Linked DNA regions of Capra hircus: region 1 is linked to region 2. The links are chromatin contacts, called in public Hi-C maps. All regions are on one chromosome and are shown on one strand. The core of a region is the stretch at or near the end of the contact, and the rest is flanking DNA. Distances in the headings are between cores, read along the strand shown. Region 1 holds the start of KRAS (GTPase KRas). Region 2 has its middle 130 kb from the start of KRAS.

Evidence for each region. A called contact is a pair of places that touch in the nucleus more often than the background predicts.
Region 1: a Hi-C map of blood shows a contact between it and region 2, with 2.3 times the contacts expected there. The contact joins the promoter of KRAS here to the enhancer-like site in region 2. A contact is called at or near these places in 3 of 5 Hi-C or Micro-C datasets (blood and liver).

The regions. Positions count from the first base shown.
Region 1 is chr5:83,363,701-83,369,871 of ARS1.2, forward strand. KRAS (GTPase KRas) reads left to right here and starts at 4,343. Exons shown (of 7, transcript XM_018048391.1): 1 at 4,343-4,529.
Region 2 is chr5:83,233,306-83,239,277 of ARS1.2, forward strand. No RefSeq gene overlaps it. Among named protein-coding and RNA genes, the nearest start is that of KRAS, 130 kb to the right of the region's middle. Within about 2 kb of position 4,681, at least 5 of the 5 cell types and tissues checked have an H3K27ac peak or open chromatin away from gene starts, as enhancers often do.

The DNA.
Region 1 (6,171 bases), core at 3,093-5,592, 130 kb after region 2:
AGTTTATATTAATACTTTTTGTCATCCCCTTTTTCTTGCCGCATCATTATCAGTGTGGGTCTGTGTGCTTGTCCTTGGGGAGGTGGTGGGGGTGGGGGAGTGGGAAGAAAGGCAAAGTCAGGGAGACTATGCAACTCAGGCAAAGAAAGCTAGCAGAAAGTGCAACTGCCAAGGAGAGAGGAATCTGAATATTTCTAGTCAGAGTTTCTCAACTTTCAGAAATGAAGATTTCTGGTTCATCTTAGACCAACTGAATGGGATATCTGGATCAGGGGCCTAGGAACTTGCATTTTTGTAAATATGCCTGGTGATTCATGAAATGCTTACCTTTAAGACCCACTGCTCTCAGTTGGACAGGGCTGAGTGACTTCAATTTCACTTTTCACTTTCACACATTGGAGAAGGAAATGGCAACCCACTCCAGTGTTCTTGCCTAGAGAATCCCAGGGACGGAGGAGCCTGGTGGGCTGCTGTCTATGGGGTCACACGGAGTCGGACATGACTGAAGTGACTTAGTAGCAGCAGCAGCTCTAAGTCTGAGCTTCCCAGGTGGCGCTAGTGGTAAAGAACCCACCCACCAATGCAGGAGACAGAAAAGATGCAGGTTCGATCCCTGCATCAGAAAGATCCCCGGAGGAGGGCATGGCAACCCACTCCAGTATTCTTGCCTGGAGAATCCCATGGACAGAGGAGCCTGGCAAGCTATAGTCCAGAGGGTCAAAAAGAGTTGGATACGACTGAAGGGACTTAAGAAGCACACTTTAAGTCCAGGGTCAAGAAAAGCTTGTTGGGGAGGAGGTGGCTGCTTAGGACCAATGGTAGAAAGGCTAGCTGTGCATATACTCACATTACGATAGATGGAAATGTGTGAGGTGAGGCAGGGGTGTGGGGTGCAGAGAACAGTGGGATGCAGGTCTGTCCCCAGCCTAGATGATGACTGAGACATGTAATGGATTACATTTCTGCTCATGCCAGAATTTTCATAGTCAGCATAGAAGTGCTATATAAAGCTTTCCCCTCTTCTATATTATAGTCCTTTTAAGATTTACGGAGCACCAGCTATAGGGAGAACACTGTGTTAGCAGCTGTCAGAGAAAACAAGAGCTTATCATGTATTTGAAATTGGACAAAATAAATCTGTGATTTACATTGAAGGGTGACTACAAAGCAACTTAGAAATAAGTGCAAACTCATTCAGTAACAAAAACTCACTGTGTCCATCATGTGCTGCTCCTGCTAAGTCGAGTCAGTCGTGTCCAACTCTGTGCGACCCCATAGACGGCAGCGCACCAGGCTCCCCTGTCCCTGGGATTCTCCAGGCAAGAACAATGGAGTGGGTTGCCATTGCCTTCTCCAATGCATGAAAGTGAAAAGTGAAAGTGAAGTCTCTCAGTCTTGTCTGACTCTTCTCGACACTGTGGACTGCAGCCTACCAGGCTCCTCCGTCCATGGGATTTCCCAGGCAAGAGTACTGGAGTGTGGTGCCATTGCCTTTTAGAATCTCCAGGGTGTGGTATATCAGAAGGTGATGTGGGTAAGTTTAAAAGCAGATTTTGTTAAGACTACAGAGACTTTGAGGTATTCTATCTAAAGAAGGATTAGATTCACACAGTTCAGAAGTAAGGTAACATCAGTCATTCAACATTCCATGCACTTATTGAGTGTCTATTGTTTTTGTAGTGGTAAGTAAAGCAGACAAAAATCCCAACCCTTATGGAGCTTATATTCTGATAGGAGACAGACAAGAAAACAAAATAAATTGTATGTTGTGTTGCTGCTGCTGCTGCTAAGTCTCTTCAGTCGTGTCCAACTCTGTGCGACCCCATAGACGGCAGCCCACCAGGCTCCCCCGTCCCTGGGATTCTCTAGGCAAGAACACTGGAGTGGGTTGCCATTTCCTTCTCCAATGCATGAAAGTGAAAAGTGAAAGGGAATTCGCTTAGTCGTGTCCGACTCTTAGCGACCCCATGGACTGCAGCCATCCAGGCTCCTCCATCCATGGAATTTTCTAGGCAAGAGTACTGGAGTGGGGTGCCATTGCCTTCTCCAATGTTGTGTTAGAAAAAGTGGTAAATGCTCTGGTTCCTTGGTGGCTCAGACGGTAAAGAATCTGCTTGCAATGCAGGAGACCTGTGTTTGATCCCTGGGTTGGAAAGATCCCCTAGAGAAGGAAGGGAATGGCTACCCACTCTAGTGTTCCTGCCTGGAGAATTCCACGTTCAGAGGAATGTGTTCGGCTACAGTCCATGGGGTCCCAAAGAGTCGGACATGACTGAGCGACTAATACTTAACAGAGATGCAATACCAGATGACCTTTTGGGAAATTCATTCAAGACATTTGAACAAAGATTTACAAGTGTCAAAGAAGGCTTTTTGGATATATTGTATTGTGCTTAGTTGCTCAATCGCGTCTGGCTCTTTGTGGCCCCATGGATTGTAGCTCCAGGCTCCTCTGTCCTACTGGAGTGGATTGTCATGCCCTTCTCCAGGGGATCTTCCCAACCCAGGGATCAAACCCAGATTTCCCGCATTGCAAGCGGATTCTTTACCAGCTGAGCCACCACGCAGTGTGTTCAAGATAAAGAGGCAGCAAAAGTGCAAATTCCCTGAAAAAGCCTGCCCGCATTTTCAAAAAAACAGCTAGGAATCAGCATGTATCTTTGGAAGTGAGGAAGACAGATTATATATCGGATAAGAGCTCAGAAAGGAAAGGGAGTAGGGTGTCAAATAATTTAAGGCCATGGAGGATGTGGAGAAGATGCTTGTTCTATGTTAAGCAGGACGGCAGCCACTCTGAGCAGAACATGATCTGACATGAAAGATACTTCCTTTCAGCTGTGTGAACTTGGACCCAATTTGTAACCTATCTAAATTTGTTTCCTCCTCTGTAAACTAGAGAAAAGCATCTGACTTCATGAGGTTGTTGTGATGATTAAGAAGGATGATATGTGCATTTAGTATCTACCTGAACTAGGGCAGGCATATTCTTTTCCCTGCCCCGTTTCCTGTCTCCTCTCTTCTGCCTCTTCCACCTGGTGCCAGGTGCCAGGAGACAAGAGGCAGGAAACAGCCTGGCAGAGTACAGCCCACGTAAGGGGAAGGAGGAAAAGGGGGCAGCGGGTGTAAGGCCTAGGTTAACAGACATACTAGTTGGGCTTTAAAATAACTATTCGGTGTTTTATGATGCGGATTAGAAGGACAGAGCTATGAGCAGAGACTCAGATGGGTGGTCCTACTAGGTATAAGCGCCCGGTCTGCCAGGCCTCAATTTTTAAAAAATACTCCCCCAAACCTTTATAGATAGTTTATCAACGCAGACTCTGGGCATACTAGAGTTATGTTTAATTGTTTCATTGTTTAACGTGCTAACTCCCCGAACGTTAACTGATTAATCTGTCTTATAATTAATGTTTGAATGATTCTCCTCAAGTCTAGACTATTAAGGGCACTTCTATTTAAAAATAGTCTGTCGTCTGCTTGTACTGTCAGGTGCCATAGGTATATCTGAGGTCGCCGTTTTGAGTGACCCGCGATGGCTTCGAAATATACATAAAAATAACAACAGAAAACAACAGATCCTCCGCTCCCCCCACCCCCCCGCCCCCCGCTTAATTAGTGGTGAAAGATTTTGTCGCGTTTGTCTGGGCTTGGGGCTAGCTCTCAGCCCTCGATTGTGGAGACTGGTAATCATCCAGGTGTGCTCAGAAAGCTCCGGGCCAGGGAACTGGCGGCCAGGTCTCTTCCGAGGTCCCCCAAGTTGCCTCCTACTTTGGGTGACTGCATGTTTATTCACTTGCAATAAATGATTGTAAATGAATGTACCCAAGTGCAGGCCGACCCCATGGGTGGCGGGATTTTCGCAGCTCCCCCGTGTGGCCCCGACAGCAGGGCGGCGCTGGCCTCGGCATCGCCGGGGTACCGAGCCCGCGCCGGCCGGGGTCCGAGGCTGCGGCTCTTGGCCTGCCCTGCGGCTGGAGCCTGGGGGCGGGCCCCGCGTGGATCCGCCTGCGCCCCCATCCGCGCGCGCCGAGGCACCTCCCAGAGCCAACCCCTCTGCCACTACGCCGGCCGCGCGTCCCCACCCTCCACGGCCCCAGCCGCCCGCTTCCTCCGCCGCGCCGGCCCCCGCCCCTCCTCCGCCGGCCTGGTCCGCCCCCTCCCCGGCCCGGGCCGGCCCCCCCTCCCTCTTCCCGGCGGCGCTAGCAGGCTCGCTCTTCCCTCTTCCCACATCGCCCTCAGCCGCACTCCCGTCTGGAGAGGAATCGAGCGCCGAGCGCATCGATAGGTCTGCCCTCTGCGGCCGCCCGGCCCCGAACTCATCGGTGCGCTCGGAGCTCGATTTTCCTAGGCGGCGGCCGCGGCGGCGGAGGCACAGCGGCGGCGGCGGTGGCGGCGGCGGCTTCGGTGGCGGCGGCGGTTCGGCCAGTACTCCCGGCCCCCGCCATTTCGGACTGGGAGCGAGCGCGGCGCAGGCACTGAAGGCAGCGGCGGGGGCCAGAGGCTCGGCGGCTCCCAGGTGCGGGAGAGAGGTACAGAGCGGACCACCCCTCGCGGCTCCTGCCGGGGTCCCGACCCTCCTCGCCGGCGCCGGGCGGGGCCGGCGGCGAGTGAATGAATTAGGGGTCCCTGGAGGGGCGGGAAGGGGGCGCGGGTGCGGGGCCTGGGCGGGCGGGCCGCCGGGCGGACGGGGCCGGTTGGGGGGGCGGTCTGCAGGGGGAGACGCGGCGACGCGGGGAATGAGGAATGGGCGGTGCGGGGCTGAGGAGGGTGAGGCTGGAGGCGGCCGCCGCTGGGGCTGCTTCCTGGACGGGGAACCCCTTCCTTCCTCCTCCCGAGAGCCGCGGCTGGAGGCGGCCGGGGAGAAACTCGCGGGCCGGGCAGGCCGCCCCTCTGGGCGGTCGGGTGCGGTGGAGGTTACTCCCGCGGCGCTCCGGCCTCCCCTCCCCCTCGCCGTCCTTCCCTCACCCTCCTCTCCGCTCCCGCACCTCTTCTTCCCTTCCTAGTACTGGGCTGCCTCGGTTGCTGCCTTCTCTGCTGCATCTCTCATCTCTGGGACGAAGGTATAAACTTCTCCCCCAAGCGCAGACTGGACGGCTTGTGGTCCTTTTTCAGTGTGTAGGGCGGATAGATGAGTAAGAGGCGAGGTCGCCTTTTGGAAGCGCAGGGGAAAGTGCTTAGAGACCACTGATGGAGGTTATTGTGTTTGGAAAAAATGCATCTGCAGCCGAGTTCCTGACGGCTCCCCTCCCCCCCCGTATGGGCTGTGACATTGCTGTGGCCACAAAGGAGGTGGTGGAGGTAGAGATGGTGGTGAAAGAACAGGTGGCCAACACCCTGCAACGTAAAGCCTGGACTTCGTGTAAAGGAAAAAGTTAATCCCAGAAGGTCTGTTTTGCTTTGTCAAGTTAACCCGAACGGCAGCAGCAGGGCTCTTTCCCTGCTAGTTGAGTGTGAACAGCGGTAGTTAAAATTGCCCGTGAAGTTTAATTTGCCTGTTTTCCTTTCCCCCATGCCTTCTGTATTACCCTTATGCGTACAAATTGGACCCCCAGCCCAGGAGTTATTACAGTACTCCTAAACGGTTCCCAGGCCTTTTTTTTTTTTTTTTTTTTTTTCCAAAAGCGACCTACAAGAGAAGTTAATTGTAGCAATCTGCCAGCCAAGTGCCTGAAATACTCTGAGGCATGTGCAGTGGTGCAGGTGAAGTCCTAAACTGGCCTTCTTAAATCTTGACATCCACCAAAACGAGTGGTTAAGAACAAAAAAGCATTTTCTGGTTTTTACTTACTATACATGTTACATTTGTAATGAAAGAAAAAATTGTTCAAAAGAAATTACAAAGGGAAAAAATTCTGTTCATAGTCATCATCTCAGAATCAACCTTATGAGTGATGTCATTCTTAGGTGACTAAGGTCCAAAATGCTGACTCGAACGTGTAGTGGACTAGAGACGTCAAAAATGGTTGATAGCAGTACTGTTTACCTTAGACTGTATCCGTCCACAGGCATTCCTGGTTTTAAGAGACAGTAGATGAAGTGATAATTCATTTTTTTTAATGGTCAAAAAAATGAATATTTTTTGCCTGAATGAAATGCTCAGTTCTGGTCCCAGTTCCACCCCTTACTAGCTTATGTAGCTTTGGACACGGAGAACTCCTTTGGCCTGTGATT
Region 2 (5,972 bases), core at 3,431-5,930:
TCCTTCTCTAATGCATGAAAGTGGAAAGTGAAAGTGAAGTTGCTCAGTCATGTCCGACTCTTAGTGACCTCATGGACTGCAGCCTACCAGGCTCCTCCATCCATGGGATTTTCCAGGCAAGAGTACTGGAGTAGGGTGCCGTTACTATCACTAAATAAATGGGAGGTGGGGAGACAATTGCCAGGCATATTCCCATGGCAGCTGTGAGCATCCATTTGAAAAAGATGCAGTTCCTGCACCAGTAAGTGAGAAAAGGGAGGCCAGTTCACAGGGCAGGTGGAGCACTTGACTTCCTTGACCATGCTACACTGCTCACCCTCGGCTTACACAAGGACATAGTCTCTCTCTAGCACCACCCACCACCCCACCACCCACTACGTTTTTCTAAATACATTTCTCAGCATAATAACGGACTCTATTTCCATCTCTGACTCTGCAACTGAGAGAGAATGGAGAACCACAGACTAATTCGTGATCATTATCTGTATGTTTCTATAAACAGTGGTAAAGTGCTTACTGTGAGGAATGCAGCTGAAAGGCCCATATTAGCATTTACAGCAGAAGATACATGCCTCCCTTATCTCTTCATTTGTGGTTTACCAGTTATCCTCTTACCTCCTAGTGATTCAAAGCTGTACCAGTGGCTAACCTCTGACTGTATCTCTTTCTTCCTTAAGATGAGCAGCTCTGAAAAATGAGAACCAACTGGCAGAGCAGTCAAGATGTGCAGTTTGCAATTTACATAGCTACTTGGGACTTTTTAAAAACTGTTTTCATCTCAGCACATTAATACGGATAACAAAGAAATGAATTAGTAAAAAACATTAACATTAAAAAAGGGGGAAGGAAAATACTGTGTAAGTACAATAAATACATGAATACCACAATAAAATGACAGTCTTTATGGTGAAGAGATGACAACCAAAAAGGCAGCTGCTATAAGTACATTTCTACTTGGCCTGGGGTACCAGAAATACTGGTGAAGACAGAGAGGAAAAAAGCTAAGAAGGAAAACGCTGATGTAAGTAGTTGCAATTAGTGTGTGTTCAAATTAGTCAAATTTTAATGATTCATATGACACAGCACTAAAATTACTGGAAAAGTATTTCAATGATTAAAGCATTTTTTTTCTTATTTTGGTAGCTATGAAGGCAGAGAATTTTTTGTTGTTGTTTGTTGTTTAGTCACCCAGTCGTATCTGACTCTTTGTGACCCCATGGACTGTAGCCTGCCAGGTTCCTCTGTCCATGGAATTCTCCAGGGGTGGATTGCCATTTCCTTCTCCAGGGGGGATCTTACCGGGTCTCCTGAGCATGTCCTGCATTACAGGCAAATTCTTTTATCACTGAGCCACTGGGGAAGCCCAATGCAGACAATAGTGACTGTAAAACAAGTCTATCTCCTGCTTTAGTACTGGTTTTAAAACATAAACTGCTATGTATTACTGTGGAAATGAGAATGAAACTTAAGGTAATATTCAGAACCGAATGATCCTATTTGCTTAGCATAAATGATTTAAATGGCTAGAATTACAAAATGAATTGCAAAGATGTAAAAATATCCCAAAGTTCACCTTGCCAGTTTTCAGTTCAGTTCAGTCCAGTTCAGTCACTCAGTCGAGTCCAACTCTTTGTGACCCCATGAATCGCAGCACGCCAGGCCTCCCTGTCCATCACCAATTCCCGGAGTTCACTCAAACTCACGTCCATCAAGTCGGTGATGCCATCCAGCCATCTCATCCTCTGTCATCCCTTTCTCCCCCTGTCCCCAATCCCTCCCAGCATCAGAGTCTTTTCCAATGAGTCAACTCTTCAGTATGAGGTGGCCAAAGTACTGGAGTTTCAGCTTTAGCATCATTCCATCCAAAGAACATCCAGGACTGATCTCCTTTAGAATGAACTGGTTGGATCTCCTTGTAGTCCAAGGGACTCTGAGAGTCTTCTCCAATACCACAGTTCAAAAGCATCAATTCTTCAGCGCTCAGTTTTGTTCACAGTCCAACTCTCACATCCATACATGACCACTGGAAAAACCATAGCCTTGACTAGACCGACCTTTGTTGGCAAAGTAAAGTCTCTGCTTTTGAATATGCTATCTAGGTTGGTCATAACCTTCCTTCCAAGGAGTAAACGTCTTTTAATTTCATGGCTGCAATCATCATCTGCAGTGATTTTGGAGCCCCCAAAAATAAAGTCTGACACTAGGTGGGCATCAGTTCACTTCAGTTCAGTCTCTCAGTCTGTCTGACTCTGTGACGCCATGAATCGCAGCACGCCAGGCCTCCCTGTCCATCATCAACTCCCGGAGTTCACTCAGACTCACGTCCATAGAGTCAGTGATGCCATCCAGCCATCTCATCCTCTGTCATCCCCTTCTCCTCCTGCCCCCAATCCCTCCCAGCATCAGAGTCTTTTCCAATGAGTCAACTCTTCACATGAGGTGGCCAAAGTACTGGAGTTTCAGCTTTACCATCATTCCTTCCAAAGAAATCCCAGGGCTGATCTCTTTCAGAATGGACTGGTTGGATCTCCTTGCAGTCCAAGGGACTCTCGAGAGTCTTCTCCAACACCACAGAACAAAAGCATCAATTCTTCGGTGCTCACCTTTCTTCACAGTCCAACTCTGACAAGCATTTCACTTTTCAGGAGCGTTGCCCATAAACAGGTTGGCAGCAGAGGGCGCTCTTCAGTTAAAATCCGAAGTTCTTTTTCAAAAAGCTTTTAGATACATATTCGCTGCATCCAAGTAACAGTAGCTAAGAGTGTTGTAGAATAACAAGAGTTCTATGAGCTTTGAGTTTGATATAGGGGGAAAGGACATTTATGAAACATAACTGAATGAGACCTTAGATTTTGAGCAATGCTTAGTTTCTTCTAATGAACGTATTTGATTCACACCACTAATATTTTCTGAGGACCGACTCGGTGAAAGACACCAACATACACTTCTAGCGCCTTCCCCGGATACTGTTACGGGAAGACTTGGACCCTTACCATGTGCTTTCTGCACTTTAAGGACAGGGCATTTTAAAACAAAATGAGGAAACTGAAAGTCATCGTATTTATCACATTCAAAAGTAAGGACTTTACTATGCTGTAGATTTTACCTAGAATGTTTGGAACAATCGGCAGCCACAGTTCCTATTCTCAGGTTACATCCCGAAGATAAAACGATTTTCATAACATCTGAATACTAATATAAAACAATATCTGCACATTTATCTACATTTATCTCCCGCGATCAATAGCATCTTCTGGACAGAATCCCGAGTGCCAATATTCTCCGCAACGTCGGATTGCTTCCCGGATTCCAAAGCGTGGTCTTTCCCCACCCTCCTGACCCTCTCCGCCACTACCCGTCTCCCCAGAGGCAACCAGCTCCGGTTAGGGCCAAGTAGCTGAACATTTTTAGTTGCTACAAGAGAATCTTTTCCCCTAGCTTCTTATCGATGAATGGGTGTTTTTAAAAAAAATTTTAAAAAACTTAACTTTAAACCTCTTTCATTTCCAGAACACTCCTGGTTTGGTTTTCAAACTAACGAGGTCTGACTAGTGATCATGCAAAAAGCCTTTTTTGAACACCCCAAGGCGCAAGTCATTGGACAGGGCTCTGGCTGCGTGTCCAAGGTCTCACGTGGTGCCTCCGCGAGCCACCCAGCGCATCTGTTCGGGTGAAACCCTTCAAACTTTTTCTTTCTGTGTTTGAAAAGCAAAATGACCCGATCTAAAGGCGCCGGCCTTCGGCTGCGCAAAATCGATCCTTCTGGGAGGCAGCCGACCTCCCGGAAGACCGCCGCATGACTCAAGACTCGAAATGTTCCGGAGTTCAAGTCACTCTGGACGTCGCCACCGCCACTTCGCACTCGTCGCCGGGCCGCGCGGCCGCCACCCAGCGGCCCCCGCCCGCCGGCCCCGAACGGCCCGCGCGCCCGCTGCGGGGGAGGGGAGCGCTCGGCTGAGGTCGCCGCCCGGTTGAGCAATCCGGCTATGCAAATAGCGGGGTTACGACAACCAATCGGAGGCCGGTTCTGCCGTGACGCGCGCGCCTAGCGCCCGTAGTATTTATAGATCGTATTTAAAGAGCCCTTGGGAGTCTCCCCAGGCTCGGCTGGGCGGTGGCAGCGGCCGCGGAGCTGCAGTTGGCCCGGCTCGAGTGAGGTGGCGGGGCGGTCTCTGCCGGTCCTTTCCCTGTGGGGGTGTGGGGCGTGGAGAAGCGTCCTAGCACGTTCCGTAGTAAATAGTTTTTACCCACTTCCCAGCTCGGTTTCTGGAGAAGGGGAGGAAATGCTGCCGCTCCGACCATAGTTTTGCTGGAAACAAAGCCAGGGATTTGACATCTCAAAGCAGGGGGTGGGGATGGGGGTGGGGGTGCAGAGAAGGTTTGAACCGACCCCGCCCCGACCCCACATTTGAGCCACAAACCGACGCCTGTTTCCTGGTGCTGGGCTGTGTGTAGAGGCGGCCTTCCTGGGGGGAGGGGAGAACAATACCGCCTGAAAAGCCAAAAGTCGTGGAATTTGGGGGGCGGGGTGTATTCGTGGAAAATAAACTGCAAGATAGTGGCGGTGATTATCTTGGCGTTCAATCCATTGATCCTCAGACTTACCGGCCAGCGAGCTGCACACTGCAGTGCGAAAGCAGGAAACTGACATTACGTCAGAGGAGAGAAGAGACCCAAACTGCAAGAGCTGCATCTGCAGAGCTGGTTGTTTCTCCTCGGAGGGGTTCTGCGGGCCCGGGGTGCTGCCCCGGGCGGGGCGCTACGGGCTCTCAGGCGGAGGGTGGGCTCTGGGGGCACTCGGGGGACTCCTGGCCTGGGCCGCCCCACGTTGCCCTCACCAGCGGGCTATGCAGGAGCCACGAATAATTCCTTTTAAAGATAGCCCCGCGCTTAGCTGGATGTCCTGAATTCCAGGAGGGGGGGGCGGGGCAGGGAAGCGCACCAAGTGTCCCCTGCTGTCCTTAGTTTAGCGCGAGCTGAAGTCCATCAGAGGAAAACAGGTGGTGGTGGAAGGGGATTGGCGGGGGAGGGGGTTGTTCCCAGGGAGTCACCAAGGGTTCCAGCCATGTGTAGAACCTGACAGTTCGGCACCTTATCAGGGGTTTTGTCTTCTCGATATTGAGTGCCGTGGTCACCAGAAACTTGCTCTCTGCCAGGGACCTAGCTCCTGAGGCCTTGCCACTGCTTCTTAGAAATCTCTTGAGGACAGACAAGCTGCAGGAGAATAGCGTCCATTAGTACATTCTGTCTCTTGGAAGACATTGAGGAGTTTGGCGCTAACCTCACCTGCTCCCTCATTCCTGGCTCAGGGTCATCACAAGGTAACCGCAGTAACCAATTCTCCTGGGCTCCCAGCCCACTCCACCGGTGAGCCGAGCTTAGCCCCAAAAAGGTTGGTGACAGCAGCCAATGATGATTGTTCCTGCTGGGTCCTGACTGCTTTGGCAGGCTATCTCATTTAATTCTCACAATAACTGGATGGGGTGAGTAGTGTGAGCCGCATTTTGCAGATAAGGAAACAGATTCTGAGAATCAGTATGTACCCTTCTGCGGATGGGAACGAGGCAGTCTGACACCAAAGCCTGCACAGTCTGTGGGGGCAGGGAGCTGGCTTTGATCGGGGCACCTTCCAGGCTCACCTCAGTTCACAGCAAGAAGGCAAGCAAGAGTCTTCGTTCACCCCTGTTGTCAGTCAACTACGATAAACCTAGTTCTGGTTAAACATGGTGGCTCTCAGGTGGCGTTTTTAATCTCCTGGAGTAAGAAAAACTGCTCCTGAACACCCAAATTGTTTAAGCCAATTTTCTCATTGCTCCCTGTTTGCAACAGTGTCTTATAAAGTCGTTTAATGATTAAACTTTATATATCACTTCATTCCTAGCTCAGGTCATTGGATAATGTCAGATCTGAAGAACTGAGTGAGTTACCTTGTAAATTAAGAGTGGGGCCATGTTCAGAATTAGTCCGTAGTC